Regions from separate parts of the Mus musculus genome. Here region 1 is linked to region 2. A link is a contact called in public Hi-C data. All regions are on one chromosome and are shown on one strand. The core of a region is the stretch at or near the end of the contact, and the rest is flanking DNA. Distances in the headings are between cores, read along the strand shown. Region 1 holds the start of Ric3 (RIC3 acetylcholine receptor chaperone). Region 2 overlaps Ric3 (RIC3 acetylcholine receptor chaperone).

What was found. A called contact is a pair of places that touch in the nucleus more often than the background predicts.
Region 1: a contact with region 2 is called in a Hi-C map of cerebellum, with 2.1 times the contacts expected there. The contact joins the promoter of Ric3 here to the enhancer-like site in region 2. A contact is called at or near these places in 1 of 39 promoter capture datasets (macrophages), 3 of 484 Hi-C or Micro-C datasets (cerebellar granule neurons, cerebellum and nephron progenitors), 1 of 115 datasets of contacts at active chromatin or transcription factors (embryonic stem cells) and 2 of 9 other capture datasets (adipose tissue and pancreatic islet).

The regions. Positions count from the first base shown.
Region 1 is chr7:109,080,217-109,085,617 of GRCm38.p6, reverse strand. Ric3 (RIC3 acetylcholine receptor chaperone) reads left to right here and starts at 2,294. Exons shown (of 6, transcript NM_001038624.1): 1 at 2,294-2,455. The coding sequence starts at 2,332.
Region 2 is chr7:109,038,095-109,043,353 of GRCm38.p6, reverse strand. It overlaps Ric3 (RIC3 acetylcholine receptor chaperone), which reads left to right. Exons shown (of 6, transcript NM_001038624.1): 6 at 4,471-5,259. The coding sequence ends at 4,910. Among named protein-coding and RNA genes, the nearest start is that of Tub, 30 kb to the right of the region's middle. Within about 2 kb of position 3,708, at least 18 of the 459 cell types and tissues checked have an H3K27ac peak or open chromatin away from gene starts, as enhancers often do. A contact at or near this core is called in cerebellar granule neurons and cerebellum, where this site is marked.

The sequences.
Region 1 (5,401 bases), core at 1,045-3,544, 44 kb before region 2:
GTCATAAAACAGGACTTTCTTCATATAGTTTCTAGGACCATCAGTTGAGTGATGTTTACTGGTTAGTTTCACCTGGGAAGGAGGAACCTCAGTTACAGAATGGCGTCCATCAGTTTTTCCTGTGGGTGTGTCCATGGAAGCACTTTCCTGGTTGCTGGTTGATGTAAGAGGGACCATCCATTGTGGGTGGTGCCATCCCTGGGCATATGGGCTAGAGTTATAAGAAGAGTAGCTGAGCAAGATGGAGGAACAAGCCAGCGTTCCTCTATGGTCTCTGCTTCAGGTTCTGCTTAGGACTGGAAAATGTAAGCCAAATAAACTGTTTCCTAGTCTGGGTTGATTTTAGTTATGGGGTTTATCCCAGCAAGAGAAAAGTAACTAGGGCATTATGTGCCACTCTGAGAACATTGTAGTGGCTTAATAGCCTTTAGTGGCATGGAGGACACAAATGGCAAGGCTGTCTGAAGGGTTCCAGCAGGGATAAACCTCTGTTGGAAAGATATTAGAAGGATATTTACTTCTATTTTGATTTGTTCTTTGTTGGAGTCAGGGTCTCTATGTAGTTCTGGGTGTCCTAGAACTCACTGTGTAGACCAGTCTGACCTTGAACTCACAGAGATCCACCTGCCACTGCCTCCCAAGAGCTGGGATTGAAGGTGTGCACCATCATGTCCAGCTTGGATATCTACTTCTTAACTAGACCCTCCACTAGTCCTTTATTCAGCTGCATGACACATCCCACATTCAAAGGTACCCAGCGCTTCTAATTACTAGAATTTATAGGTTCTTGAGAACAAATTAGTTTGCTTCATAGAGGCTTTCCTTTTGTGACCAATTGTCTTTTTATGTTATATACCTTTACTGTCCAGTTGGTAGCCGATAGTGCATGTGTCTACTGGCTCACTAAAATGTGACTGACTAGTACCACACAATCTGAAATAATATTTTGGGTACACCAAATCATATAAAACTTATTTAAATTAATTTCACTTCTTTATTTTAACCCTTTTAATGTGAGTACTAGGAAACCTGACATTATGTTTCTATTGGATGATGTTGCTATGTACCTTACAGACTTTTGATCCTTCTCATCTGATAATCCCGTTTTCAACCATTCTCTTTAGTCTTGTAGGTGTGTGCACATTTTCATTTCAGGAGGTATCTACGGGAAGCAAAGACAAATTCAGGTGTTCCACTCTCCACGTTTCACTGAAAGTTTTCCCTACACTTTTCAAAATCTACTTTTGAGATCTACAGTCTCACCACTTTATGTTTGGTCACCAACTGAATGTCCAGCTAAACTAAATTACTGTACATTATAGAACATGGCAGGAAGCGTTGAATTCCCCTCCCTTAGCTTTCTATGCTTCTTTTCCTGGAACACTCCCCCACCCCCTCTCACTTGCCTGCTTATTAGATAAAGAGCTCAAATTTTACCTCAGCAGAGCCTTCCTGACTCCCTTTTGCAGTTGAGCTGACTGAGGAGTCCAGAATTTTTGTTTAGATACCAACCTGTTTCTCAGCGGAACCCATTTGATCCATCACACTCTGTAATACTAACTTCAAAGTTTGATAAGTAGATTAAAATGAAAAGAACATTTGTTAAAGGAATAGAAACGGGTGGCACGGAGCCAAGATTTTGTAACAGAGGAGAAGACTGGCTGAAAACGTTTCTTAAGGATAGTTGTTCTAAGCTGTTTCTTCTGGGGAATTTTTGACAGATGAGGATGACAATAGGAATTTTCCAAGTAGAGGAAACAGGATGAATTTATTAAAAGTCCACTTGAACCAAGAAAACTGGTAGCGAATATGTCATCCATTTTCTAAAGAACATTGGTAAGAGTAGATCATGCATGGTCTTGAGGTCAGAGAAAGAAGTTTGATGTTGTTCCGAAGGTCATGGCAGGTTCTGGAAGGCTTTAAGCTATGACGAGAGCTCAATAGTCCTGAGTTTTGTTTTTAATCGCCCTTGGTTGTAGACAGAGTGTGGAAGGGAAGTGCATGAATGGAAGTTAGGAAAGCGAGTTCCTTCAAAGGAGAAAGGGTTTAGGGTTATGTGGTGAGCAGAAATGGAGAGAAGTGCAAAACTGCCAGGTTTAGGTGCTTGGATGCCCGGGCCTGGGTGACAGCTGAACGCAAGCGAGCTAGGAGATAGAAGCTTGCTGTTGGCTTACAACCGCACCGCCCTGGAGCACTTTGGTAGAGTGGAGGGCGCTCTCATCTTGTCCCTCGCGCGCCGCCGTCCGTGCAGCTCGCCGGTCGAGTGTGAGCCGGATTGCGCGCTGCGGTTCCGGTTCCGGTTCGGACTCCTGGGTCCTGCGGTACGCAGCCATGGCGTACTCCACGGTGCAGAGAGTGGCGCTGGCCTCGGGGCTCGTCCTGGCCGTGTCGCTGCTGCTGCCCAAGGCCTTCTTGTCTCGCGGGAAGCGACCGGAGCCGCCGCCGGGCCCGGAAGGTGAGCGCCGACTGGGCAGCCTCGGAGCTCGCGGGCGGTCGTGGCCTCCCCGGCCCCCACTCTTCCCCTCAGTGACTTGCGTGTCGTCTTGTCACCTGTGCCTGAACTTAGAGTTAGTAGGTTTCCCCTTTCTACCATGCATCTGTAGGAATCTTAGTTGGTAGTGGAGCTTTATCATGGTTTTGGGCGTTCACTTGTTCAGCCTCTTGTTGCCTCTTAGAGTACAACTTGATCTGGGGTGGTGCACGCCTATAATTTTATCATTCTAGAGTCAGGAGGATCACTAAGTCCAAGGCCAACTTGTTCTGCTTAATGAATTCCAGGCCAGCTAGGGCTACGTAGTAAGACTCAGTCTCAAAACAACAAAACCATGAAGATTTCATTTAATACTTTAAAACATTTTTGTCCCTGAGGTAGAGATAAACAAGTTACTGCTCTCCTCATAGCTGTTATTCTTGGTTTTTGGCATGAGAATGTTTCAAAATCAGCCCCTTTGACTACTACATTCTGGCGGTTTTACAGACTCTGTAAATGCATGGGCCTGAATACTGGGAGAACGGACTGGAACAATTTGCTGTTGTTCACAAAGTTCTGCTGGTAACTTTGTCTTGTGAATAATCCCTGTAATGTCCTTGAGCTACGGGAACAGTTTGTGAATCATCTCCTCTGATTTCAGCCCGTTGGTTGCTGGACAGCTCCCTTTGAACTGTAATCCTCTTTGAATTTGTGCATATTGGCTGTCCTTCCAGCCTCTGGAGCATTAGAGATTAAAAATACTATAAATGCAAAGCGCCATGCTCTAGGGGCTGAGGGCAGGTTGAGCACATTAGCCTGCCTGCAGAATGTATTTGATGAGCCGTGTATGTAAAGCTGCACTTCTTGTCATTACAAAATTCAAAAAAGTTTTGCTCATTTTTTTCCTATCCATGATTTCTATCTTGAAGAAGAGTAAATCTGCGATTATCCTAATCAGTGAAGAGTTCTAAAACCCCCTTTTGCCCAACTGAAATATCTTTAAAAAGTGCTACTGAACGTGAGTGGAAGACACCTTTCCTTCTGAGTGCTCTAGAGAGTACAGAGTGCATTGTAGATGTGACTCTGTCCCTTGAGAGCCCAGGTACTGGTGGCCTGTATTCCCACCTTGAGGTCCTTGCCCTGTTTGTTTTCTCCATTGCTGAAATGCTCATCTCTTGCTTTTCTCTCATCGCTGGAGTTTCTGCTCAGATGTACCCTTAGACTTTGCCTGCTGACCCCAGTTGAGGCAAAGCTTCCCCCAGAGTCACTTAAGGGTGAGCTTGACTAACAGTTAATGGTACATCCTATCACATGTCATACACAGTGTATAGACACTCACTGAATTCCAAAGAGCAGGAGTCAAATCCCTGCCTAGAAGAACTCCTGGCTTAGTAGAGGAAAACAGATAAGCTACCAGGTGAGTACCAAAGTGGTAGTTACTGGTATTCATTCTGGTCTACACTGGGAACATTGAAGATGTACATATGCAACAGTCTGTTATTACAACTCAACAAAGCTTTTATAGAGGAGTTTTTCTCCTCTCCCCCAAATCTAACACATGGAACATGTAATTTGTCTATTTAAGTACACAAGTCACTTTTTTTTTGCATATCTACAGTTGTATAGCCATTAGCCCAATAAGTTTTAGAACATTTCATCATCTCCCAAAGGCAGTCTGAGCCTTTAAGTTGTCACCACTCTCCTCATTTCTTCATCTTTAGTGAGGGCAACCAGTCATCGTTTTCTGTGTCTGTAGGATCACCTATGTACTTTCTGACTGACTTTAAGCTAGCATAAAGTCCCAAGGTTTATTTCTCTTCTAGCTTGTACTTCATCCCTTTCAGTGGCTGAACACTAGCTCCTGTTCATAGGTCTCATTTTTCTGATCTCTTTGTTAGTTGATGGACATCTGGGTTGTTTTGCCTTTCAGCATGTCGGGATAATGCTGCCATTCATTTAAAGATTTCTGTGTGGTATGTTTGTGATTGGAACTAAGCATTATTTCCTGGTCATATAGTTACATTTCACTTTTTGAGAAACTGCCAGATAGATAACAAAGCAACCTTTTTACTTTACAGGCCTACCAGGAGTATGCGAAAGTTTTGGTTTCTCTACATTTTACCAATTGGAGTGACAAGATTGAAATGACTGACTGTGTCCATCTTGGGTCATATTGATTGCCCTTGAGTAAGCCTAGTGAGCTTCCTGGCGTAGCTTGTAGAGAAAACCTTTAGAGTGCGGGACTGTCTGAGCAGTCTGTTGCGTATGCGAATGTGCCTGCCATTTCTGGCATTAGCTTGAGACAAGCATGGGGTGTTCCTGAATTTGGAGGAAACATTATGTCCTAATAGAAGGGGAAACAAAATGCCCACCAGTGGATATACAGAGACAAAGTGTGGAGCAGAGACTGAAGGAAAGGCCATCCAGAGACTGCCCAACCTGGGGATCTATCCCATATACAGTCACCAAACTCAGACACTATTGTGGATGCCAAGAAGTGTTTGCTGACAGGAGCCTGAGATAGCTGTCTCCTGAGAGGCTCTGCTAGAACCTGACAAATACAGAGTCCAATGCTTGCAGCCATCCATTGGACTGAGCATGGGGTCCCCAATGGAGGAGTTAGAAAAAGGACTAAAGGAGCTGAAGGGGTTTGCAACTCCATAGGAAGAATAACAATATCAACCAACCAGACCCCCAGAGCTCCCAGGGACTAAACCACTAACCAAGGACTATCCATGGAGGGACCCATGGCTCCAGCCACATGTGTAGCAGAGGATGGCCTTGTCGGGCATCAATGGGAGAAGATGCCCTTGGTCCTATGAAGGCTTGACACCCCAGTGTAGGGGGATGGGAGGGCTAGGAGGCAGGAGTGGGTGGATGGGGGAGCACCCTCATAAAAGCAGGGAGAGGGGGAGAGGATAGGAGGTTTCG
Region 2 (5,259 bases), core at 2,459-4,958:
TATCTTAGGCATTTCATTGAAGTGATGTAGAAATGACACGTTCATTTAAAGCATTTTTACTCTATATAAAGTACCATAAATTCAGAATACTTAGATATGTATATGGAGTTTTCATCTTGCTAGAATATTTACAACCACACCTTTCCTTAAAAATCTGAAAATCTGGTGCTAGAGACCCAACTCAGTGGGTAAGAGCATTGATTGCTCTTCCAGAGTACCTAGGTTCCCTCTCCAGAGCCCATATGGTTATTCACAACCACCTGTAACTCCAGTTTTAAGGAATCCTTTTAGCTTCTTTGGGCACTAGGCATGCGCATGATACACAGCCATATGTGCAGGAAGAACACTCACATATTAAAAAAAAATCTGAAAATCCTTCTTCATTCTGTACTTTTCATTTGATTGAAAATAAGAAATATTGTTTGGTCTGATCCCTTTTCTCAGTAGGTAGCCTGGAATTTATTTTCATCTTATATTTAAAAATCTGAATTCAGTCACAGCCATTGGTTCTGTCTGTGTAAACATGAGTGTGTTTTTACACTACTTTTGCCCAGCAGTTTGTGAACCTTCCTTCAGTGAGTAGATGTTTCCTTTCGTCCCTTTTTATTAATGCTTTAACACGTATCTTTCTTTGATTTCATGATCTAGTAATTAAAAATCAAGTACACTGATCAACCTCCACAATTTCTCATATTTTTCATTTCTTTGTCATTTATATCTTGTTACAGAATTCTTTAATGTGAACTTCTAATATATGGATTTGATTTTCGGGCATATTGATCTTGATCTTGTGACCTTTATTCATGGGTATAAATTTTTCATCTTGTGATCATGCCTTTCTGTTTACAGTAGTTCTGTTTTCTGTTTGCTCCATATCCTCTTGAATAGGGATAAGTTATCATGTTAAATCCTATTTCCTGTGTTGACTATTTTATTAGTGGCTTCTGTATAATTTGCTTAGTTTGGTTCTCATGTTTTGAATTACTGTGTTTTTCCCAGAAGCAATGACTCTTTGTTGTTTGCTTATATTTCTTAAAGATATTTTAAAGTATTAAGTAAAATCATTTGACATGAGCTACTTCAGCATTCAGGTGGGTCATTAGTGATAGTTTTCGATTTAACATTAGTTTTACTTACATATAAATATTGTTTTTGAGTTTTCAATTTATATGGGGTATCTTCTATTTCTTTCTTCTTCACTCTATGCCCTTAGAGATGCAATAAATGTCTCAAAGCTAGCACAGAGCTGGGCCTTTTTATTTTTAAAATCTTTTCATTATTATGTTGATTAGAGAATTTAACTCATTTATATTCAATGTAACAATTGGTAGGTTACGACTTACTAGTGTCATTTAATATTTTACTACATTTGTTTATGTTTGTATTTGTATGTGTGTTCATATGCATGTGGGTGTACACCATAGTGTGCATGTGGAGGTCAGACACCCTGTCAAAGTTGATTCTGTCCTTCCACTGAGTTGGTCTTGGGGATGGACCCCCAGGTTGTTAGACTTGGTGGTAAGGTAAGTGCTTTTACCCTATGGAGCTATCTCACTAGCCTCTATTATTTTGGTAGTTTTTAAAAATCTGGTTCTTTTGTAGATTCCTTGTTCTTTTCCTCTCTTTCAGTCTTTCTTTATGGTTAGATTTTGTTGTTGTTTTGTTTGTATCTTTATGCGGCTTGTTTAAAGCTTGGATCCCCTGGGGGATGACCTAGAGATGGAATGAGCTATAAAACCAAGTCTGCAGAGGCTAAGTATTGAAATGGGCCTGGAAACATGAGTCTAAAAGGTCTGGCCTGGTGCTGGGGCAATCTGAGGACCTATTCTTTGTTAGAAAGTCTTGTGGATGTTTCTTTAGGTCCTGGGACTATGGGATCCAGAGGTGATCTAGAAGCTTGGTGCGATGTATTGTCTATTACTCACATCTTCTGAAGTGAGCATTCCACCAGACTGTGGAAATTAGCTTCAGGTCTGCACTATCAGTAGATAAGTCTAGATCCTATGTCTACATTTAACAACTTGGTTTCTGATTCTAGATGTACCTTGATTCTGGACAGACATAGATTCTGTGGCTGGGTTTCCTGTTTCAGGGTTGGTCTGGAATCTATAGCTCATTTGTTGCTGGGTAGGCCTGGATCCTGTTTCTGTGGGGCTGGTATAGAGATTGCTAGGTGTAGGCATAACTATGGTCATAGGGCTGCCCTGGGACTTTGTGCCATCTTGGCTTGATGCCTTGGGCCATGGAGGCCAGGATGACTGAATCCTGGGGCAGCTAGATTGGGCCTAGAGCTAGAGTCTAATTGCTTTCCCACTGACACCAAAGCAGGTAATCATCAAAATGCAAAGGTAAGCTTTGCTCTTCATATAGAGTGAAGGCAAGCAAATGGACTTCTCTTGAGAAGTCAGTGGTTGAGAGCTAAGTAGCAAGCCCCTGCCATGAGGTTATGAAGGCCTTGGGTAATTATCAATGTCCATTTTTCTGTTGCTATAACTGAATACCAGATGAGGTCGCTCATAAAGCATGGAGGTTTATTTAGCTGATGTTCTGGGAGTCTAAAAACATGGTGTCAGCATCCACTTGGCATCTGGTGAGAGACTTCTTGCTGTGTCATTGTATGGCAAAGGTCACATGGCCAGACAGAACAAGATTGATGCCTTCAATTTTTCCTCTTACAAAGACATGAATGCCATCATGTGAAAACTACCTTCAGTTTTAATCCCACCTTCTGATTTAATCCCCTCCTAAAGACCTGCCATCAAAATACCATTAACATACAACTTTGAGAATTGAACTTCAACAAGGGTTTTGGATAGGGACACTCAAACCGTAGTGGTAGCTGCACTCTTGTTTTACCTAGAACTCTGTCCACAGCTATCCTGGGAGTGAAGGCTGTATAGCCAAGATTCTGATGATCATGCCAGTGATGGTAAGGGTTTGGTAAGAGGGAGTTTCTACATCACTGGGAGAACTGAACTACTATATGACTCTCCTGCAGAGTAATTTGGTGAGGATACAAAATCTTTTAAAATGACTGTTCTCCTTGGCCTACTCTCCATATTTCTAGAAGAATATGGAGGAATTCTTGAGGAATTGGAGTAGATGGTCTGGGTTTATACAGAGTTCCTCACCACCACATAGTTTGCAATGGAGACATCAGAAGGAAGCTGCTCAGATGCCTTATATAAGAATGGCAAATCACATTGGTTGCATGACACAGAGAAATGCCAATGATACATATGTATAGGACGACAGTACATTATATATTCTTTCTTTATTAAACAACATAATCCTTCTTTATTAAAAAAAAAGCAGGAAATACTATGCATATGATTTTAAAAGCCAGAGGTAAACAAATTACCAGTGGAAGGATTTTGGGTGAATTGTGTTTTCTTCTAAAACTTGTTTGTAATTAAAACTAGTAGGAAAAATATAACAAAATAAAGGCTATACCACCCTCCTAAAAAACTGCAGCGTTTTAATACTTTTATAAATGTTGTAATACTTTTATAAATTTGAATATTTGTATAATACTGTTGTAAAAATGTCTCTAGATACCTCACATGTACCAAAAGGTTGCTGTTTTTCGCAATTGATGGGCAAAAGTGGTGTCTGTTGGAGCTGAATATGCAGTTATCATCAGTGTGCAAATGGATTTGAGTTCTGCAGTTTCCACTGTGTAGTGAGCACTGCATTGCCAGCACTGCCATATGAGCCCCCACATGGTCCATCTGCCGCTCGGCGTGGCCTGGCACACACAGATTTAGTTCATTTCATTCCTTACTTGGCAGCACAGCCTCTTTCTTATTATCATAGCCGAGGTTTGGTGCAGTGTTACTCACTTTGCTTACCTGTTTGTTGTTTTTTCCTTTTGTTCCATTTTGTCAAAATGAAGATGCCAACATTGGAAGTTCTGTCTCTAAAAATGCAGTTCTTGCCTTGTGGGGTCTTGGTCATGTCTTGCTAACTTGCCCCAGCTTCTGACAGTTACAGACTATTTGGTTGTTTTGATAAGTAGAAAGCACTGTGGTTTATTTTTCAAAGAGCTTAGCATTCCTTTTCCCAGCCCCACCTCCACCAGAAGATTTGGAACTGGTTCCAAATAGAAATTGTAAATACTAGCCTTAAGCTAAGCCCTCTCCATCTGTAGCGCTGAAGGCTCATGCTGTTTGCATAATCTTCATCAATGCTGCAGAAACATGAGGGGTGAGACTTACCTCTACCCCAAGCACCTTACTTACAAAGGATTTTCCTCTGCCCTGGGTTGTATTTCACAGAGCACTGAGACAGTCAGCCAGACTGCTCAGAATTTGTTCAAGTGAAACTTGAGGACTATTAGGACCATCTTAGAGATTTATTGAATGGATTTGTTAGGATAGGATGGCTGTTGCCAGAGAATGCTCTCTGATCCTGACACTATTTATTTTCAAAGATGCTCTTTTTAAGACTTTGTGCTACTTTCCTCTCTAGGTTACCCAGAAGAGACTTATCCAATATATGACCTTTCGGATGGTATCAAGCGTAGGCAAGAAACAATCCTGGTGGATTACCCTGACCTAAAAGAGCCCTCTGCTGAAGAAATTGCTGAACAAATGGGAGAGATAGAAGAGGAAGGATCAGAGCGTTTGAGCTGGGATCATTTGCCCACTGACCCTGGAGCCCAGAAAGATAATTCTGTTGCCCCGTGTGATCCCAAACCAGAATCATGCTCCTGCTGTGTTCATGAAGAGGAGGATCCTGCTGTCTTGGCAGAGAATGCTGGTTTCAGTGCAGATGGCTACAGTGAGCAAGAGGAAGCCACCAAGGAAAACTTGCCCCAGGACTTTACAAATGAAGGGCTGGGAGTCAGCACTGATAATGCACACGTGGGTGGTATGTTGAGGAAGCGCAACCCCCAGGGTTTTGAGTGAAAGCAGCCTGCTTGGGAAAGTATCCATTACTCTGTTCCCATGGCACCTTTCCTCAGTTTCATCCATGGCCTTGTGCCCTCTGCATCCTCTGTGTTCAATACCATAGCTCTTGGGCCACTACCATGGATACAGCTAATCCTTCCCGGTGCTTGCACACCTGTCACTTTGTAAAGTAGCCAGTAGTGTGAACACGGGACAGAATCACCTTCCTAGTCATGCGCTTCCCTATCAGAGTGTGAACACAGCACAGAATCACCTTCCTATTCATGAGTTTCCCTATCAGAGACACTAATCCACTCGGTAATTGTATTTGGTTGTTTGTGCTTGCAGGTGGTACCACCTAGGCAAA